2 separate regions of the Anser cygnoides genome follow, and region 1 is linked to region 2. A link is a contact called in public Hi-C data. All regions are on one chromosome and are shown on one strand. Each heading gives the region's core, a stretch centred on a gene start, on an enhancer-like site or on the middle of the called end of the contact. The rest is flanking DNA. Distances are from core to core; before and after follow the strand shown. Region 1 holds the start of DUSP16 (dual specificity phosphatase 16). Region 2 holds the start of CDKN1B (cyclin dependent kinase inhibitor 1B).

Evidence for each region. A called contact is a pair of places that touch in the nucleus more often than the background predicts.
Region 1: a contact with region 2 is called in a Hi-C map of liver, with 2.1 times the contacts expected there. The contact joins the promoter of DUSP16 here to the promoter of CDKN1B in region 2. A contact is called at or near these places in 3 of 7 Hi-C or Micro-C datasets (granulosa cells and liver).

What each region holds. Positions count from the first base shown.
Region 1 is chr1:72,082,535-72,085,896 of Taihu_goose_T2T_genome, forward strand. It overlaps DUSP16 (dual specificity phosphatase 16), which reads left to right and starts at 1,870. Exons shown (of 8, transcript XM_048053636.2): 1 at 1,870-2,502.
Region 2 is chr1:71,914,705-71,918,301 of Taihu_goose_T2T_genome, forward strand. CDKN1B (cyclin dependent kinase inhibitor 1B) reads right to left here and starts at 1,672. Exons shown (of 3, transcript XM_066999806.1): 1 at 682-1,672; 2 at 1-57. The coding sequence starts at 1,156. LOC106030870 (a long non-coding RNA gene) reads right to left here. Exons shown (of 5, transcript XR_010832502.1): 5 at 2,143-3,597.

The DNA.
Region 1 (3,362 bases), core at 620-3,119, 170 kb after region 2:
TAAATATCCTTTTTAAGCCACAAACAAAAATGTTAAAAAAAAAAAACAAACACAAAACAATGAAAAAAAAAAGAACAAACACAAAACAAAACAAAGCTTTTTTATGCTTACAATTTTGCCATTAGGAAACTTTTTCAGTTTCCCCATTTAAAAAAACAACAATCAACAACAACAAAACCACTTATATAACACATTACCAGGTTTAGATGATAAAAAGGAAGAGAGAATTCGAATGTCTTTCTTCTTCAGCATGCATCCCTTTCTTGTGCTCCCCACTTCTATTTGTGAGGATAATCTTGCTGGAACTATTTGTTCTTGCACTTCTCTGGTATGAATGAGCTGGGGCATTGGCTTTGGCCTTGAGTTTCTCTGGCACGCTCTTTGCTCTCCTTTGTAGAAATGGGTCACTTGTAGACCCATTAACCACTAGCCAACTGTGCACACTTTCCATACTGTGGGCATTTTGGGGGCTGCACAAAGTATCTTTGGGGCCACTGGTTACTTGAGGCAAAAAGCAAAACTGCTCTTTAGCTCTATAAGATACACATGTGCAAAACAGTAAATGCACCTATGCCTTACCACAATGTCTGCACAGCTCTTGCTCTTTCTTTGGTCAGTGTCTTACAGAGACTGGGACTCTGTCTTGGGACTGACTTCTCTCTCTTCCATGCATTTTTCACTCTCTTGGAGAGGACACCGCTGTTTGGTATGAGTGCTAGCAAGAACTCTTCTTGAGGCAGTTCATGCATAGCTTCTTAATAATAAGTTCTTTGTCAAGGTGGTTCTTGGCCAATTGTGCCTGACAGAGACCAGTTTTGAGACCACCACTGCATTATTTCTGTAGAGTAGCCTGCTTCCCAAAATACCAATCACACAACATGTTTTTTCGTGAGTGATAAGCGTACACCTTTCCAAAGGTGCTTTGTTTGAACAGATGACCACCAGAGTGTAAGGACCTATAGGGTTAATCCTGTTTATCCTGATGTCTTCTAAGGGTATGGGGCCCAGGGACTCAAAGGCCAGCAGAGAAGACTGACCAGAGTCTGAATTCTGACATGTAAGATGTCTTGTGCCCCCAGCAGAACTGGCAGGTGATTGCAATGATTTTGGTTATTTCTCCTTCCCCCAAGTGGGGGAACATCTGCAGAAGAATACTTACCTAAGACTGGGACCACACATCAAATCCCTGAATGGCACAAGTGCAGCATGTTAGTTAAAACCAGTACTAGCCAGAATGAAAAATGCCTTAGACAAAGTAATTATGTTTCTGCGTGTCTAAATGTTTAGATTTCACTTTTATTTTCCTCACGTTGTTGGTCTTACAGTACTGTTTTTAATCTAACAGGGGTGATAGCCCTCAACTTGCCACGGAGCTCTGCCGCGGGCCCGGGCCCGGCCCGGGAGCAGGCCCACGGCACCCCTGGGGCTGGGGACACAGGGGGACGAAGCCGTCCCTCTCTCGCCGTCCCTCTCTCCCCGTCCCGGCGACCACGGGGCCCGGCCCGGGCTGTGAGGGAAGGGACCGCAGCCGGTGCCGGTGATCGCGGCGCCTGCCCCGTCCCCGCCGGCCCATCGGGGCGGGCCGGGCCGGGCCCCGGGTGGACGGGCAGGCGGCGGCAGCCCGTTTGAATCGTTCGGCGGCCTCGGCTCCTCCTAGGGGCCGGCCCCGCAGCTCGGCCGGGAGGCCGGGGGCAGCGGACGCGTGTCCAGGCCTCCGCCCCCAAGCCACCGGCCCGGTGACAGCACGGCAGCCGGAGCTACCCCGGCCCGGCCCGGGACCGGGTGTGCTGGGCCGTGGCTGGCGGACCGCCTCCCGGGGCTTGTCTCCCCCTTCCTCCGGCTCCCTGTCCCCCCCTCCCGGCTGAGTTCATTCACTGGGATTGGTTTCAAATGACGCCATCGCTTTATTTTTACACCAATGACCTCATCCCAGCAGCTTGAAGTTTACTGACCAGCAAAACTCTTTTCTCTCTCTCCCTCCTCCTCCTCCTCGGGTCTGTTTGCTCTACCCATTTATTAGGAATTGTTTGGTTCCTTTCAGGAACAGGAGGCTTAAAAAAAATTAAAAAACAAAACAAAACCAAACCAAACCTCACCACCAACCCCAAACTTTCTTCCCCTCCCGATCTCCAACCCCCCCCCCCCCAGCTGTCCCTTTTTAATTCTCTCAAGCCATCTTGGGGGGGGGGGGGGAAGGGGGGGGGAGAAGACGAGAAAAAAAAGCTCCAAATGTTTCCTTTTCCTTCTCCTCTTCCCTCAGCCTTCATGCTTCCCCCTCTTAAAAAGATCAGAGTAGCGTTTTTTTTTTTTTTCCTTTTAAATTGCTGTTATTTTTGACTCGAAGAAGGCGAAAGAGGCGCTTTCCCAGCGGCTGGAAGGAGACAAAAAGTTGCTTTCTGGCGGCAACGGAGAGAGAGAGAGAGGCTGGTGGCAACTTTTATCCCCGCCGCGGGGACAGACCCGAGGCAGACAGACAGACAGACACAGACGGGGGGTGCGACAGTAAGTGCCGGGAGGAGCGCAAGGGTCGCCGCCGGAACCCCCGGCCCGGGGCAGCCCCGCGGGGCAGGGGGGGTTGGGGGGCAGGGCCAGGAGGAGGAGGAGGAGGGAGGTGAGGGAGGGTTCCCGCTGCCTGCCCTCCTCTCCCATGCCCTTCTTCACCGCCCCCTCACCTCCGAAGGAGAGCGCCAGCCGCGGGCAGGTCGGTGCCCCGCACGGGCAGGCTCCGGCCTCCTCCTCCTCCTGTCCCCGCCGATGGTAAGGAGAGGGAGCTGAGGGGGACAGGGGGGCACCGGCCTGCCGCAGCCCAGCTTCACCAACATCGGGGCCGGCCGGGACCCCGCGGGAAGGGGCGCGTCCACCTGCCCCGTGGCGCAGAGGAGGGGACGAGGGGCGAGGGGCTGCCCCGGGGAGGGGAGAAGGGCAGGCAGGGATACGGGGCAGACCCCCGGCTTTCTCGCCGTGCGCCGAAATTACCTTGGGAGGGTGGCTGGGGATGTGTGGATGAGGCTGGATATGTGCGGCCGTGTTTCTGAGCTGGGCAAACGCACCGGCGTCCAGTCTGCCTTGCACCGCCGCCAGCAGCCGAGGATGCTTTAAAGCCCCGAAGGACTCCCGAAGAAACCTGAAGTGCTAAGCTGGGCTTGGGAAACATTTAAATTGAGGCAGCTGACAAAATGGAGGCTGCTGTGGAGTCTAAGGGTGAAGCAAGCTGCAAATTGTTAACCTGACAGTGTGATCACGTAAACTTGTAACTCCATGGCTTGTGCTGGTACGCAGCCTGACAGATCCCCTCATCTGCCTTTATTTTATTTTTTTTTCCCCCCTAGAAGCCACAGGGAGGGATGATGAGCTCAGCACAC
Region 2 (3,597 bases), core at 422-2,921:
AGTCTTCTGAAACCTCTTCTTCTGTTGTGTTGGCTCTTTTATTTTGAGGAGAGGAATCTAGGAGGGGAAAATTAAAAACGGAGGGGGGAATGATGGGAAGGGGGGAACACTGATATTAAAATATTTTCCTGCTAGATGTTTGCTCGCTAGCCAGGGGCGGGGGGGGAAGGAGGGGGGGGGGGGGGCTGGATGGGCAGGGGGGTCACTCCCGCACATCTCCGCAGCCTGACGCCAACATTGGGCTGCGTTAGGGGGAGAGGCCGGGGGGGGGGGGGGGGGGGGGGAGGAAGGGGTGCTCCTCTAGGTAAGGGACAAGAGTTTCCTGGGTCTGTCCCAATCCCTGTCCGTGCTTCCCGTAGGTGCTGCGATCTCCCACCCCTTCCCCTCTCCTCGCCCCGTGCCCACAGAGGGGCGGCCAGGGGGCACGGGGCGTTATTACCATGGAGGGGCTTTCGCTCGCAAACCAGCCGCCGGCTCCCACCTATCGTGGGACACCACCAACCCCCCCAAAACAAAAAACACAGCCCGGGGCTGCAAACAGCGCCTGGGCTTTTGGAGGCGTCGGGAGGCGGGGGGGCCCGGGCCGGCATCCAGCGGGGCGCAGCCCCCCCGCGGTGGGGCCACGCGTGGCGCTGACACCGGCAGGGCACGCAAGTAAAAGCGCCCCAAAGGGTACGTTACCGTCGGTGGCAGGTCTTTTCCTCTGCCCAGTGCACTGCTCTGCAAAGTCCGTCTGCTTTTCAGAAAGAGCAGTCTTTTGATCTACACAGTGAGTGTGCTCTGAGATTCCCTGAGAACCGACAAAAATCACGGTTTGGCAATTCCCGTTTACATCCAGGCTCTGGTGGCCGGCGGACTTGCAGACAGCTTTGAGTAGCCTCGGGGGTCTGAAGTAGAATTCGGGCGAGCTCCCCTTCTCCACGGCTTGCCACTCGTACCTGCCTTCCAGCGGCTTGTGATTCTGGAAATCGAAATTCCACTTCCTCTGGCATGCCTCCTCCATCTCCTTGCGGTGCTTCTTCAAGTCCCTGTTTAACTCTTCGTGGTTCACCGGCCCGAAGAGGTTCCTGCAGGCTGACGGCTTCGGGTACTCCGACTGCCGGGCTTCCATGCGCTCCAGGGTAGGGCTCCCATTAGAAATGCGTACGTTTGACATCTCCCCCCGGCCTCTTTCTTCTGGCGGCGCTTGTTTTTCTCGCTGCACCCCCTTCCTCCTCCTCCTTCTCCTCCTCCTGCTCTCCGCCTTTCACCTCTCGGCGCTCGCAGCTTCTCCTCCTCTCTCCGCGCCGCCCCGCTCGCCCTCGCAGGAGCGGCGGAGAGGCTCTGCCCCAGGCGCCGCAGCCCCGACGGCCGCCGTCGAGGAGCCCGGGCGGGTCGAGAGCCGCGCGGGGGAGCGCGCAGGCGGGCGGGGAGCGCGCAGGGGGCGCGCAGGGAGCGTGCAGCAGGCAGGCGGGCAGGGAGTGCCGCTGCCCTCCCTCCCTCCCTCCCTCCCTCCCTTCCTTCCGTCCGTCCCTCCCTCCCTCCGCGGCCCTGGCTCCGCGCTGTCCCCCCGACGGCCGCCCGGCCCCGCCGCTCTCCCCGCGGCCGCGTAGTAAAAAAGGGCGAGAGGGGGGGAAAAAAAACCCGGGCGAGACGAGCCCTTTTCTCGGTTGCCCAATATGGCGATTGAAGGGAGGTTGACGAAGGAGAAAATGATTGACAGGACGAGTCTATTTAAACAGTGGAGCCGAGCCATTGGTTAGGGCGCCGGGCACCGCCCCGTCGGCGCGGCCCTACCTCGCCGCCGCCGCCGGCCCTAAAGGTGGCCCCGGCTCCGCTGCCTCCCCTCGGCGGGGCGGGGAGAAGCCGGAGCGATGGAGGCCGCCGGCACGGCACGGCTCCGTGCACCGCAGCCCAGCCCAGCCCAGCCCAGCCCAGCCCGCTGTCCTCCCGCAAAGCCCAGGCCCGGCGAAACTTGTGCCCCCCACCCAAAAAAAAAAAAAGAAAGAAAAATGCTGTTGCTCGGCCGCTGGGCCTGGAGTAATGGTGGCAGCTAGCTACGTTTTGGCTCGGTCTCCAGAGCGCTCGGAGCTTTGCTTTGCCACGGCCCCCCCACCCCACCCCCCGCCCCCCCCCCGTCAGGAGTTCAGGGCAGCCCCCAGACGGGAGCGGGACCCGGGACACCCCGGGACCCCCGTCCCATCACAGACAGCAGCAGGACCTCCCGGGACCCCTGTCCCATCACGGACCCCGGCCACCAGGAGCGAGGGAGGGATCGCCTCTTGCTGTCTGCCTGGCAGAGGAAGGACCATTAAGGTGTGGAAATGGCCCTAGAAAGCCTCCTCAGGGATTTCAGACCTTGGCGAGCAGAGGGAAGGAAATGAAAGCCTTCGTTTTAGCCCTGTTTGTGTGCTCTGAAGATTAGGCGAGCCAAGAATCGCAGCCAGGGATTTTCTGAGCTGCTTCCTCGGATAGCTGCAGCAGATACGCTGGAGATAAGAGCAACGCAGCATCCTCCTCCATCCCATCCTTGGCTGTAGCCCCTTCCCACTGCCACCTTCCCTCGGCGGGCAGGGCAGCCCCCTCAGCACGTTGCAGGACACTGGGGCTGCTTGCAGGTGCTGGAGGTTTGGGCTTTTCCCAGGGCCCAGGTGGCTAGGAGGACTGGAGACCCTTCACGCCAGGCCATCTGGCAAGATCAGACACAACCACCTTGGGATACTGGTTCTGGGGGGCTGCACCAGCAGCAAGCTACCTCAGCGAGCCAGGGCCAGCACAACCAGGTTCAACTGGCTGAAAGAAGAGTCAACTGGTGTGGCCTTGAAGATAGTGAGCTTCTGCCCCGTGCTGTGCTCACACACACCAGACACACACACACACCGTCTGGGTTGGGGTCTGCAGTTGCGATGGGCCACCCAAACCTACAATGCAGTCGCTTTTGCCAGCCAGTGAGCTAACTCCGCAAATATTGTAAAGGGAACAAAACCAGCTCACAACACTCAAAACCAGGCCTCAGCACTCTGCTTGCCTCCATCAGCCCCGAGGCAGAGGCCCCTGGCCCTTGCTCAGCCCCCTCGCCCAAGCGATCTCAGTACGGCCAGTCCCCGGTTCCAACAATGATGTGCGCAGCCAAAAAAGAAGAATAAAAATGAGATGGGTTTTAAAACCACAAGGTTGAAATAAAATATTAGCCATGTTATTTTTGTTTGTTTGCCGGGATTTTTAGCACTCAGAAGTTGTTTTCCAGCTTCTCTCAGCAACCACAAAATCTAGCAATCCACTTACAGAAAATTAAAACTTACATTCTCATGTCTGCAGGAGCTTAGACTTTTTTTTCGTTTTCTTTTTTTTTTTGAAGTTGCAACTCTATGATAAAGCTGCATGAGCTGGCAAAGTGAGGCCTATTCATCTGCTTTATTTGAAGGATTTCTTCTTCCTTTCTCCAGGCTTTCCTCTCTTTGATTTTCATAGGCACCAGCCAGGAAGTGCCATTTCAAACTTCTCTTCCACTTTCTCTGTCAGGTGTGGGACATTTCATTTGTGTATTGATCAGCACAGGAGCGGGGGTTTATACTAGGAAGGCAATCTACAAAATATGTCGTGGGGCTCCTGAAGATG